2 separate regions of the Rattus norvegicus genome follow, and region 2 is linked to region 1. Evidence: chromatin contacts called from public Hi-C data. All regions are on one chromosome and are shown on one strand. The core of a region is the stretch at or near the end of the contact, and the rest is flanking DNA. Distances in the headings are between cores, read along the strand shown.

Region 1 (6,648 bases), core at 1,213-3,712:
TGCACACAGGCCTCTGTTCCACAGTCTGTTACATTGAGCCCAGATGAGGAAGAACATCCAGATCTGCCAAGTGACTTTTTTTTCAAGACAGGGTTTCTCTGTGTAACCCTGGATGTCCTGGAACTTGCTCTGCAGACCAGGCTTGTGTCAAATCTATAGAGAATCCACCTGCCTCTGTCTCTCAAGTGCTGAGGTTAAAGTCACGAGCCAGCACTACCCACTGACTGACTACCCAGCTGCCAACTGACTTCTTAAGTTAAAAAAAAATTCTCTTTTTATATTTGTTTACTTTTTCTCTATGTGGGTACATAGATCACGGTGTATGTATGGAGGAAAACTTGGAGTTGGTTCTCTCCTTCCATTATATAAGACCAAAATCAATTCAAATCGTCAATATGGGCAGCAAATGCCTTTACCCATTGAATTATCTCTGAAGCCTTTGTGGGCTCTCTCTCGCCTCTAAAGAGCCATTTATTGACCACCTCTGTGTGAGGCCTAGCACGTTCAGGACCTAGTAAGTTCCTTTTGGGATGTGTAGAGCTCTGTCTGGTTCCCACTGACCTGAAGGCAAAGAACATTATCTGTTCTGCTGAAAGCCTTCAGTGAAGATTTCTCCTTTGCTGCATTCTGTCTGATTCATGTTTCCATCAGTGTGGTTTAAAATTACCTTGGTGCCCACAGTGGTGCCCACCTTCAATCCTAGCACCTGGGAGACAGAAGCAGATTAATATCTGTAAATTCAAGGTCAGCCTCTACAGAGGGAATTCTAGGCCAGCCAAGGCTACAGTGAGACCTCAAAAACAAAACAAATCCCAACACTCCTGATTCATGATTTCCTTCGTTTTACACTATAAGGATTTCATTAAACTGTTATAACATTAAAATATGGAATTCAGGGTAGTCTGGATATGCGGTCCCCATATCCAGGTTATGAATGTGAATAGGCACAATATGACTCCAGAATAAGCTGTCCTTTGTTCTCCTTGAGATTATCTGTGCAGTATGCTGGACGGTGGTAGCACCATCTACCTGTACGAGAACAGGGGTTGCAGTTTAGGCTTCAGTCCTTGGAGAGGTGACTCTTGGGAAATGAGGATGGTGCTTATACAGAGCCTGAGAGGGGGAGGTGGGAGCATTCTTGGTAGAGAAACAAAGAAGTGCAAAGCCCCCAGGGCAGGAATTTATTTGGCTGTTCAATGGCAATGGGACTGGAGAGATGGCTCAGTGGTTAGAAGCACCACTTTTGCAGAGGGCCCATTTTGGCTCCAGGGGTTCTGATGGCTCTGGCTTATGAGGACACACGGATACACACACACACACACACACACACACACACACACACACACACACACACACACACACAGAAACACAGAGAGGGGTGGATGTCAAAGGACAATTTTAAGAGTAGTTCTCTCCTTCCACAGGTGGGTTTAGGATGGAGCTCAGTTTGTCTTTCTTGTTGGCAAGTGTCTTTGCCTGTTGGGTCCCATGTCACAGGTCAGGAATCAAGTTCTTAACCCCTTAAGCTGTTATGTGAATAACTCCTGTGCAGAACTACCTTATAAAGACTGTAATATTCATATAAGGTAAGTTAGATAGCTCAGTGAATAAGGGAGCTTACTGTCAAACCTAACGATCTGAGTTTGATCCATGGCATCTAGAAGGTGGAGGGAGAGAGCCAACTTCCCTGTGCTGTCCTCTAACTTCCACACATGCACCGTGGCACGTGTATGTGCACGCACACAGGCACGCACACACACACACACACACACACTACATAAATAAAGAAGTGTAAAAAATGAAGTGATGGCTCACTGGCGTATACTGAGCGTGCATGAAATATTAGGTTATCATTATGTGTGGTAGACTTGTGTATTTTGGGGTGTGTCTGATGTGTAGCCAAGCCCAGGACTCAAGAAAGAATTTAACACTATTTAACCCCAACCCTCCCTGCTGGGTGTTCGAAAGGCTTGCTGAGGTTGTGACTTTCTGGCTGGAGACAGCTCTTTTGTATAGCAGATGTTACCCAGCCATCAAGCCAGGGTCAATTGGAGATTTGGCGCCTGCCTCTCTCCCACGGCCTGCCTGCGAGGGAGCCCAGTGCCCTCCCTGAGATGTCTGTGAATTCCCAGGGCCTCTGTTCTCATGGTTGCATCTTGGCTTAAGTCCCTGCCTGCTGCCTGCTCCTGGGGGCTGTCTTTGGCGGGGTGGGGGGAACCAGCCCAGTTTGTTCATTCTCCCCCAGACCAGCCTTGTTTATGCATCCAATTGCTTGCAGGTCCATAACTCCTCCAAAACACAGTGCCCTCCCTGACATCCCACCATTCCAAGGGTTCTGACATTGTTTAGCTTCCTCCAGTAAGATCTAGCCTGACAAAGAATTCCAGTGCTGGCAGGAAAAACTTGCACAGTTCTTGCATAACACAGCCAAGAGTGTTATGACTGGCTTAGAGCTAAACAGGCTGTTGAGAGATGGGGAAATCTCACTGAGGACACCCAAGGTCAATGGCTGTGTGAGGACACCGGACAGGCCTTTTCCTTGGCAAGCTGGCATAAGACCAAGTGAGGTTAGGAGTCCAGTCTGCAGGCGGCACAGGGGCTGGTACAGTACTAACATCAGGGCTTGCTCTCAGATTGAGGTAGTGACACAGGGAGACAAAGGGAGCAGTTAATCCCGGGTCAGTATCAAAAAATCATCTGTTAGTGGTTTTTTTTGGTGGTGGTGGTGCTGGTGAGCTGAAGGAGGAGGCACAAGTCCCTAGATGTTATCCTCAGCAGACTGAGATTTCATAGACTTCAGGGACTTTCACTCAGACCAAACTGAGATTTGTGGCTGCAAATCAGATAAGACTTTTGGGACTAGCCAGTTTATAAAGATTTGGGATTTAATTTAAATACATACAGTTACACACAGACAGACAGACAGACAGACAGACACACACACACACACACACACACACACACACACACACACGGGTTGGTGAGCTGGTTTAGTTGATAAAGTGTGCTTGTAGCCAAGCCTGACTTTCGAAGTTCAATTCCTGGGATGCACAAAAAGGTAGCAGGCAAGAACTAACTCTACAAACTGCCCCTGTTCCCTACACCTGCCTCTGTCCCTGTCTCTCTGACCCTCTCGTGCACACTGTAAAAATAACAAGTAAAAGTATACGTATAAAGATTTCATTTATTCCCTTGGGCTGGGAAGTTCAGGGTAGAGGGCAAGAATGCCAGCCATACCCAGTAATAGGAGATACCACTTCCTGTAACTGAGGGATGCTGGGAGGACCTGGCCTCCTGTTAAATAGGTACCTCAGGCACTCATCCCCTGGTCTGAAACCCAACACACAGCACGCATAGAGACTAGAGAACAACTTTCAAGAGTCGGTTGTCTCTTACCTCATGGGTTCCAGGAATTCAACTCAGGAACTTAGCTGATTCACCTTTACCAACCCAAGATTCCTAAATATAGCTGCACCCACGAGGCTTAAGAGGAAGAGAAACACCCAGAAAACAGACAATGTTGAGAGAAGGGGTGCGGCTATTCAAAGAGGAGTCAGGGAGCTTAAGACCCATCTACGGATGGGCATGAGCTCCTCGCTGGGGAATCTTAGCCCATCGTTGCTTTGTTTCAGCTTTGAGACAGATTTCTCACTAGCTACGCCTGGCCCAGAACTCACAGGGATTCACTTGCCTCTGCCTCCTGAGTGTTGGGATCAAAGGTGTGTGCCACCAAACCCCTCCACATTGAGAATCTGATGGCGATATCTTTAAAGGATTGCTATAGCTGGGTGGGCCTTAGGAGTCATCTGATAGGATCATAATTGATAAGGTAAAGTCTGGCTCCCAGGGATGTTTTTACTGCAAGCAAAATTGACAGGAATTTGGCTATTTATTTATTTATTTCTGTTTTTTAAACATTCTTAAGCAGTGTCCGGGGAAAGGAATGGGGCCCTGCCCAAGCTTGTATGTATTTAGGGATTGAGCTTGGCTTATTGTTATTTTAATATGGAATCTCTATGTATGAAAGCAATATCAACTCTGTGTCATCAGCCTTCACACCAAATATTTCACTGGGATTCTTTTTTCTCAAACTGATGTGAGGGGTCCATTTCCTTTGCTTTCTTATATCTCCATAATTTATAATTCTTCATTAAAAAAATCTTATTTTATTTGTATGGTTGTTTTGTCCTTGTGCAGGTCTGGTGCTCTGGGACTGGGTGGGGTTTCAGAGGGTCGTGAGCCTCCATTTGGAAACCGGGAGCTGACCCTGGGTACAGTGGAAGAGCAGGCAGCATTCTTAACTCTGAATTATGTCTCTAGCTCAGTCAGCAACCAGGCATCTTTCTAGCCAGTTCCCCAGGGACCTGGGAACAAGAAGACACATTGTTGCCCTCGCTGCCTGTCTTCTTGCACGTGCACGGTGGCCCCCATAAAAAGCTGAGTTTTTCCTCTCCCCACCCCTTCTTCCCCTTCTCCCCCCACAGGCATCCTCTGTCCCCCACCCTTTTAATTAAGCTCCCACCTGAGACCTGTTGTATGATATGATTTTATTGGACCCCACCACTTAGTTCTATCAGAGTTTACATAAGAATGAAGCATCGCTCAGGATGATATTCTCAAGTTTCTTCCGTTTGCTGCAACATTCATGATGTTTTTGTTTTTACTAGCTGAATAGTATTCCATTGTGTAGATATACCACATTTTCTGTATCCATTCTTTACTTGAGGGACATCTAGGTTTTGTTCAGTTTTTGGTTATTATGATTAAAGCTACTGTGAGCATAGTTGAACAAGTATCTTTGTGAGATGTTGGAGCACTGTTTGGGGATATGCCCAGGAGTGGTTTGTATAGCTGTATTTTGAGGTAGAACTATTCCAAGTTTTCTGAGAAACCACCAAATTGATTTTCCAAAGTGGTTGTACAAGTTTGCACTTTCACCAGCAATGGAGGAGTGTTCCCCTTGCTCCACATCCTTGCTAGCATGTGCTATCTCTTGAGTTTTTTTTTTTTTAAAGAGTTATTTATTCATTTATTATATATAAGTACACTGTAGCTGTCTTCAGATACACCAGAAGAGGGCATCGGATCTCTTTACAGATGGTTGTGAGCCACCATGTGGTTGCTGGGAATTGAACTCAGGACCTCTGGAAGAGCAGTCAGGTGCTCTTAACCGCTGAGCCATCTCTCCAGCCCTATCTCTTGAGTTTTTGATCTTAGCCTTTCTGATGGACCCTTGGGGCTCTCAGAGTCTGAACCACCAACCAAAGAACATGCATGGGCTGGACCTAGGCCTGCCCACACATTTGTAGCAGATGTGCAGCTTGACTTTCATGTGGGTCCCAGACAACTGGAACAGGGGCTATTCCAAAAGCTGTTGCCTGTACATGGGATATGTTCTATCCGGGCAGCCTTATCAGGTCATAGTGGTAGAGGAAGCACCTAGCCTTGAAGAGACTTGAAGTACCAGGCTGGGGAGGATACCAAAGGGGGGCCTAACTGGCTTAGAGGAAAAGGGGAGTGGGGAATGAGGGAAGGATTGTAAGGGGGTGACCAGGAGGGGGGCAGTAAGCAGGATGTAAAGTGAATAAGCAATAAAAAAAAATTAAAAAAAGAAAAAAAGAATGAAGCACCCGTGGGCTGGTCAGGATGAGTTGGACAAGCTCAGAATTGGTCTAGTTCTAAGACGAGGGTGTGGGGTGTTTTAGAGATGTCTGTCACACTCAAGTCTGGAAGGAAGGTGGTGTTCTGAGGAATGTGGGTGGTGTGTCTCAGTAATAGGGATTGAATTGTACATAAGCTGCTTCATAGAAAGGCTTGCTTGATTCCTGCATAGTGTGTGATACAATTTGGTATGAGCTTGAATAGAAGCTTGGTATGTGCCAAGGCCATTGAGAGAGTATTGACTGGCCTGCCTCCTGTTTCCCCTTTTCGCATCCTTCCTCCCTCCCTCCCCTCCCTCCCTCCCTCCCCTCCCTCCCTCCCTCCCTTCCTCCCTCCTTCCCTTCCCCTTTTCCCCTCCTCACTTCCTCCATCCTTCCTTCCCTCACTCCCTCTCTTCCTTCCTTCATTCTTCCCCACCCTATCATGCATGCTGGAGGTTTGTTAGATGTATCAAATTGATGTTTTTTGGACGTGTGTCCTTTGGGATAGAACCCAAAGTTTGGCCTACACTAGGCAAATTCTCTGTCTCAGCTTCATGTCTACCGCCATTACAGTGTTTCTCTAATGTTTCAGGGTTACCTCTCACATTGAAATCCACCAAAATCTAATCACCCAGTCCCTCAAATATATTTAAAATATAAAAGATTTTGCAGACAAGAAAATGGTATCATGCACACTCCTCAGTTTCATCAAGGAAATTCATTCTGATTTAAGACTTCTCCCCCAAATAATTCCTGGATAGAACCCAGGGCTTTACAGAAACTAGACAAGTGTTCACTCTAGAGCCATGGCCCCAGATGCTTGCTGTGGACTCTAGAAAGGCACTTGACCACCAAGAGACACCTCTAGACTCTCTGTGGAGAATTCTAGGCAGGTGCTGTACCTGTTGAACCTTGACATGGCCTTGAGTCAAGAACTTCTAATATAGTTAGGTTCTTATGTTTTGCAAGTGAGGGAGGAAAGAGACACAAATGCCCAAAGCCCTGC
Region 2 (6,648 bases), core at 1,947-4,446, 200 kb before region 1:
CAAATTGAGAAGGACTACATAAGTGATTTTTGAATCTCTTGTCCTTGGAGACAGTGAACAATAAGAAGAGTGGTGTCAGCCTGAGACAGTGCAAACATTGTTCAGCAAATGTCCTTGAATAAACATTTTTGTAAAGTTTCAGTGTCCTCTATAATAATGTTTTTTTAATGACAGTTACAAAGCATGGGTGAGTAAAATATCCTCTTTTATAATTTCTGGGTTTCAGGCTGTTGTTTGTTTGTTTGTTTGTTTTCTGCTGACATGAAGTCTCACTGGCTGTGTCAAGTAGGCTGGCCTACCTCACAGAATCTACAATTCGCAGAGATTTGCCTGTTTCTGTCTCTGAAGGCTGTGGTTAAAGGCCCGTGCCACCACACTCTACTTTTTAAACATTTTTATTTGATATTTTTAATTTACAGTTCAAATGGTATCCCCTTTCCCAGTTTCCTATCCATAACCTCCCCTCCCCGTCCCCCTGCTTCTATGAGGGTGTTCCCCTACCCATCCACCTACTCTTTCCTGCCTCCCCGCTCTGACATTCCCTTACCATGTTGGGTTGAGCCTTGGCAGCACCAAGGGTTTCTCCTCCCATTGGTGCCCAACAAGACCATCTTCTGCTACATATGCAGCTGGAACCATGGGTCTCTGTCTATGTGCACTCTTTGGATTATGGTTTAGTTCCCAGGAGCTCTGATTAGTTGGCATTGTTGTTCTTATGGGGTTGCAAGCCCCTTCAGCTCCTTCAATCCTTTCTGTGACTCCTCCAATGGGGACCTTGTTCTCGGTTCAATAGTTGGCTATAAGCATCTGCTTCTGTATTTGTCATGCTTTGGCAGAGCCTCTCAGGAGACAGCTAAATCAGGCTCCCGTCAGCATGCACCTCTTGGCATCAGCAATATTGTCTGGGTTTGGTGGCTGTATGTGTATGGGCTGGATTCCCAGGTGGGGCAGTCTCTGGATAGCCTTTCCTTTAGTCTTTGCTCCGAACTTTGTCTCCGTATTTCCTCCTATTAATATTTTTGCTCCCCCTTCTAATGAAGGACTTTGGTCTAGACTTCTTCTTGAGCTTCATGTGGTCTGTGGATTGTACCATTGGGTAATCTGAGCTTTTGAACTAATATCCACTTATCAGTGAGTGCATACCAAGTGTGTTTTTTTGTGAAAATATTCTCACTCAGGATATTTTCTAGTTCGCTCCATTTCCCTATGAATTTCATGAAGTCATTGTTTTTGATAGCTGAGTAGTATTCCATTGTGTAAATGCACCACATTTTCTGTATCTGTTTCTCTGTTGAGGGACATCTGAGTTCTTTCCAGCTTTTGGCTATTATAAATAAGGCTGCTATGAACATAGTGGAGCACGTGTCCTTGTTATATGTTGGGGCATCTTTTCAGTATATGCCCAGGAGCACGCCCAACTTTTTAACCTTTTTTTTACTGTTGCTGTGGAAATTGAACAAAAGCAACTCTACATTGTTTCCGATATATTCATACTCTGTTGGCAACTTAAAAAACATGTCACTAAAGCCAGGCACGGTGACTCACGCCGGCCGTGCCCACACTTAGAACTCGGAAGCAGGAGTTCAAGGTCATTCTTGGATGAATATACACTTCAAAGCCACACTGGACTTTATGAAACCCTCTACCGAAAAGCCAATCCAAACCATCATCACCTCAACCACCACCACCAACAAAATGAAGCTTAAGGTGCAGCTCTGTGGTGCACCTACCTTAGAGATCAGGCTTCTGCCTCTACCACAGGTACTGCAATAGAATAATAATTCACACTGATAAAGTGGGACTGTGGTGGCATAGGCCTGTAATCTTATGCTTGTGAGGGGGAGGCAGGACCTAGGTTACATAGTAAGACCCTGTCTCAAACAAACAAACAAACACAGTGATTAAAAACCGCTAATGTTTGTCTCACAATATTTATATTAGTTAATATGCCCCCAGGGTCTTTCACAAGCCTGGACTGTAATAATGCTTCTTCTTTTTTTTTTTTTTTTTTCTTTTCTTTTTTTCGGAGCTGGGAACCGAACCCAGGGCCTTGCACTTGCTAGTAATAATGCTTCTTACAGAATTTTGATCTTTTTTTGTTTTCCTTGATATAGTCGGCCTCACTTTCTGTGTAGTTGAGGATGTCCCTGAACCCCCTGAGTGCTGAGAATATAGGCATGAACCAAATCCAGGGCTTTGTGTACAACCCAGGGCAAGGCAAGTACTGAGTGTTGTATTAGGGCAGGATGTCTAGCTGAAACTAGTGCTGCATTGGCAATCAGCAAACCCCAGCCACCTTCCTGCCTACACCATCTAAAGCACTGAGGTCACAGGAGTGCCAGGCCACATTCAGCTCTTTTATGTGGATGCTGGAGATTTTAATACAGATCGTTATGTTTGCCAGGCAAGAGCGCTTGCCCACTGAGCCATCTCAACAGCTCTTTCTACCATGTGTTGCTCCATTTTTAGAATGTATCGCTTGCTTGAATGAGTGATGATGGCTTTAGTTTCCCCCACAGAACTGTAACCCCTTCGGGTTGATTTTCTTTTGCAAAATGTGATCATATCCTTTCTTCTTACCCTAGGATCGGGTAATGTGACAAATGTATCTCAGTTCCTACTGTTTGTGCCTAGCACGCAAGAAAAACTTGATTCCATTCTAGCTCCCCGATAGCACTGGGAAAGTTGAGGCCAGAAGATCTGAGGCTCAAGGTCATCCTTGGCTACAAAGTGGTTTTGAGGTTAGCCTGATCTACATTAAAAATGCCTTTTAAAAAAATGGAAAAAAAAAAAGAAGCGGAAAGAAGTTACTGGGCAAGCGTCAAGTTGTTTACTTAAGCGTGTCTTTGTTCTGCAGCAGGCTCTAGCGATCTGCTGGCAGAGTTGGGATGGGGGTGGAGCCGGGATGAGGCGGGGCCCATTCTGGGGGCGGAGCCAGAACGCGGCAGGGGCGGAGCCAGGAGCTGCTGGCCTGGACCGCCCAGGACGTCCCAATATTTTGAAGGCCCCACCTCCTTGGGCGGGAGGTGTACGCTGATTGGCAGATGGTGCTCAGAGGGAGTCTCCATTGGTTCGCTGTGCTGTCGGCTCGGCGGGCGGTGCCCGGACGCAGGTGCCCGCCGGAGCCGGAGCAAGCCGCTGCTGACGGGCCGGGCCGGGCCGGGACCCGGGCCAGGGAGAACCGAGGGGCCTGCGCGGCCGCCCGGCCCGGCCGCGGAACAGGTAGGCACCGAAGAGCGAGCGGGTCTGGCCCAAGTATGTAGGCAGGTCTCCCAGGTCTCGGGTTCGAGGCCCCGGCAGAGTACTCGGGCGAGACAGGGCTGCACCCTTGGCCTTATCCCTGCTCCGGACGCAGGCACCTCAGTTATTTATCATTTCGACGTTGGTGAGAGGTCTCCGGGCCTCGCCACGTAGTAGGAACCTCTGTGAGCCTCGACTTCCCCATCTATGAAAAGTGGGTCATCTCGGAGCCAACCTGATTTAGGAGATGGCTGATGAGAAAAGCGCCTGGTATACAGTAGGTGGTCAAAAGTGGCTAATGCCACTCTGAAACCCTCTTCATAACGGTTCTGTCTGGATAATTATTAACATTTTAAAGAGTTGGGAGCTTTACAAAAAGCTACTCAGTGCACTGTACTGAAAATGTTGTTTTTCAAACAGTAGTCAGGGACTGCCAAGATGGCTCAGCTGGTCAAGGTGCTTGTCTGAGTTCAATTTTGAGGTCAGTATGGTGAAAGAAAAACTGACAACAAAAAGTTGTCTTTTCAACTCCATAGGCACACCCACGTGCATATGCATAAATACACACAAAATAAATACAATTGAAAACACTTTAAAAAAAACTCTGTAGACAGAATTTATGTGGTTAGTGAGGGTGAAGTACTAAAAGTAATTCCTTCCATCTAGATGAGCAAATTGAAGTTCAGGGAAGTTAAAGCCGTTTCCCAAGGCCACACAACAAGTAAGAAGTAGAACTTCTGGAATTAGAACTTAGTTTGTGGACTGGGGGTGTAGCTCAGTACTTGCCTAGCATGCACTAGGCCCTGCTTTTACCAAAACACACACAAACACGCCCTAAAATAAGAAAGAGATGGATGAGGTCCAGAAAAGTAAATTAACTTGAACCAGAGCATACAATATCAGTGGCAGAGCCAGGTTAAAGTGCCTAGACCATGGAACTTGGTGGTACAGGCCTTTTATCTCAGCTACTCTGGAGGGTGAGGCAGGAAGACTTCAAGGCCTGGCTTGATTACTTTGTGCAGCTTTGGTTTTGTTTGGTTGTTTTATTTTTATTTTATTTTTGAGAAGGTCTTACTCCGTAGCCTTGGCTGCCCTGGGCCTCCTTATGGAAAATAGGCTGGCTTTGAATTCTTAGAGATCCCAATGCCTCTGCCTTCCAAGTGTTGGGACTAAACCTGTGTGCCACCATACCATTTTTTAAAATGTATGTGTGCCTCTGTGAATTTATGTCTATTATGTAAGAGCCCTCAGAGGCCAGAAGAGGGTGCTGGATCCTCTGGAACTGGAACAGGCAGTTGTGAGCCACCGCATGGGTACTAGGAACCAAACCTGGGTCCTTTGCAAGAGCAGTAAATAGTTTTATTTACTTGGCCATTTCTCTAACCCACAATTGTGTTTTTAACATTTGTCCATTTGTTTGTTTTGTTTATGTGTAGTTTGTGAGCCCTCACCCACTCTAGCATATGTAGAGATCAGAAGACAGTTTTGGGATTCAGTTCTCTACTCCTAATCAGATTTGGTGGTGGCATGCACCTTTACCCAAGGAACCATCTTACCAGCCTTTAAGAAAGAAAGAAAGAAAGAAAGAAAGAAAGAAAGAAAGAAAGAAAGAAAGAAAGGAAGGAAGAAAGAAACCCGGTATTAGGCTTGGTGGCACATGCCTGTAGTCAGTCTAAGCTCTCAGGAGAACAAAGCCGATGAGGCAGGATGCCTGCTGCATGATGGGTATAACCAGAATCACATAGTCATAAAGTCTATGTGACTCTAGGTGAAAAAGAAAGGGTGGAATGTAGCTCAGTGGCAGAGGTTTTATTTATTTGAGGGCCAGGTGTTACTTATATTACCTTTTCCTCAGACTCTATAGGCAACTTATGGTTGCTGAGGGAGGAAGAAGCATTTTCTTCAGTGATGAAACCACTGGTAAGGTGCCCACATGCTTGTCAATAAACCCTTACTCCTACTCCCTATTGGCATATCCCCTCCCCCTCCCAAAAAAACCCTAAATACATTAATCTAAAAAAGGAATCTCGGTGCAATGATACATTCCTGCAATCTTGGCACACAGGAGGCTGAAGCAGGAGAATCACTAAGAATTCAAGGCCAGTATGGATTATGTAATGAAGCACTGTCTCAAAAAACAGAGGAACAAAAACTAGGAGCTGGAATTGGTTAAGAATTCTTGCTGCTCTTGCAGAGAACCTGGGACCAGTTCCCAGAACTTACATGGTGGCTCACTGCCGTCTGTAACTCCAGTTTGAGGGAATGCGATTCCCTCTTCTGGTCCTTTCAAGCACTCACTGGACATATGTGCATGCAGGCAGAACACTCATACATGTAAAATGAAATTAATAAAACATGATAAAATTAATAGCAAATACAATTAAACAAGATAACAACAACAAAACCCCTAATGTCTCTTGAGGACCAGACAACTCACTGTCTAGTTTAAATCCTGGCACTGCCCCTTGCTAGCTGTGTGACCTTGAATAAATAGGCATCCCTTTCTGAAGTGTGGTCTCTTTTTCAATCATTGAGGCTAATTACTGGACCTGTGCCATAGTTTTGTTGTGAAGACCGGATGAAATCCATCCCAGTAGCCCTAGAACTTTTTCTCATTATAGAGACTGGCAGGACAGCCTCTGAGACTTATGTCTCCCAATCACTTACAGTGTCGGAATAAGAAATGAATGCAGCAATGCTACATGCAGTCACTCTGCGCTGGAACTAGGGCTAGGTGCTGGGGACAGCAGAAAAAAAATGTCCAGCAAGGTCCCTCTTTTCCAGAATTTATCGAAGAGCATGAAGATGGGTGTGGTAGGTCCATTAACAGAGAAAACATTTCAGAAGAGGACCCAATGCCATGAGTGAACTGTGTGGATGCCTGTGTCATTTTAGCTGGAGTGGTCCGAGAGAGGTTCTCCAGGAATGTGACCCTCGAAGGAGACACTTCAGAACAATTCCTTGGGTTTGAACTTAGGCAGATAGCTTGATGATCTACTATTTTATGTGTGTTGTTTATTTTTGAGACAGGGTCTCACATAGCCCAGGCTGTCCTCAAACTCTGTATATAGCTGAGGATGACCTTGACCCTCTGATCCTCTTGCCCGAGTGCTTGGATGGCGAGTGTGTACCCCCATACCCTACGTGCTGTTTTATAATGTCATGGGGAGCAACCCAGTGCTCTGTGGGTGCCAGAGAAGCATTCTACCAACTGAGCCACTACCCCAGCCTTAGTATGCAGTGGTTAATACATTTTTTGCTGCTATTACTATGTTTTTTAAATGTGCAAGTGAGTGAGTGAGTGTGTGACTGTGTGCATGTGTGTTCTTTCTTTCCATCACGTGATTCTGGGACTAGAACTCAGGTCAAACCAAACATCAGGTCATGCCTTTACCTCCTGATGTTTGG

The links. Hi-C and Micro-C count contacts between places; a contact is called where the count stands out from the background.
Region 2: a contact with region 1 is called in a Hi-C map of psoas muscle, with 1.9 times the contacts expected there. The contact joins the promoter of Marchf2 here to the enhancer-like site in region 1. A contact is called at or near these places in 2 of 12 Hi-C or Micro-C datasets (Schwann cells and psoas muscle).

What each region holds. Positions count from the first base shown.
Region 1 is chr7:15,008,590-15,015,237 of GRCr8, reverse strand. The region is part of intron 3 of LOC102549242 (a long non-coding RNA gene); the gene reads left to right. Among named protein-coding and RNA genes, the nearest start is that of Adamts10, 22 kb to the left of the region's middle. Within about 2 kb of position 2,462, at least 32 of the 93 cell types and tissues checked have an H3K27ac peak or open chromatin away from gene starts, as enhancers often do.
Region 2 is chr7:15,206,406-15,213,053 of GRCr8, reverse strand. Marchf2 (membrane associated ring-CH-type finger 2) reads left to right here and starts at 3,196. Exons shown (of 5, transcript NM_001034108.1): 1 at 3,196-3,222.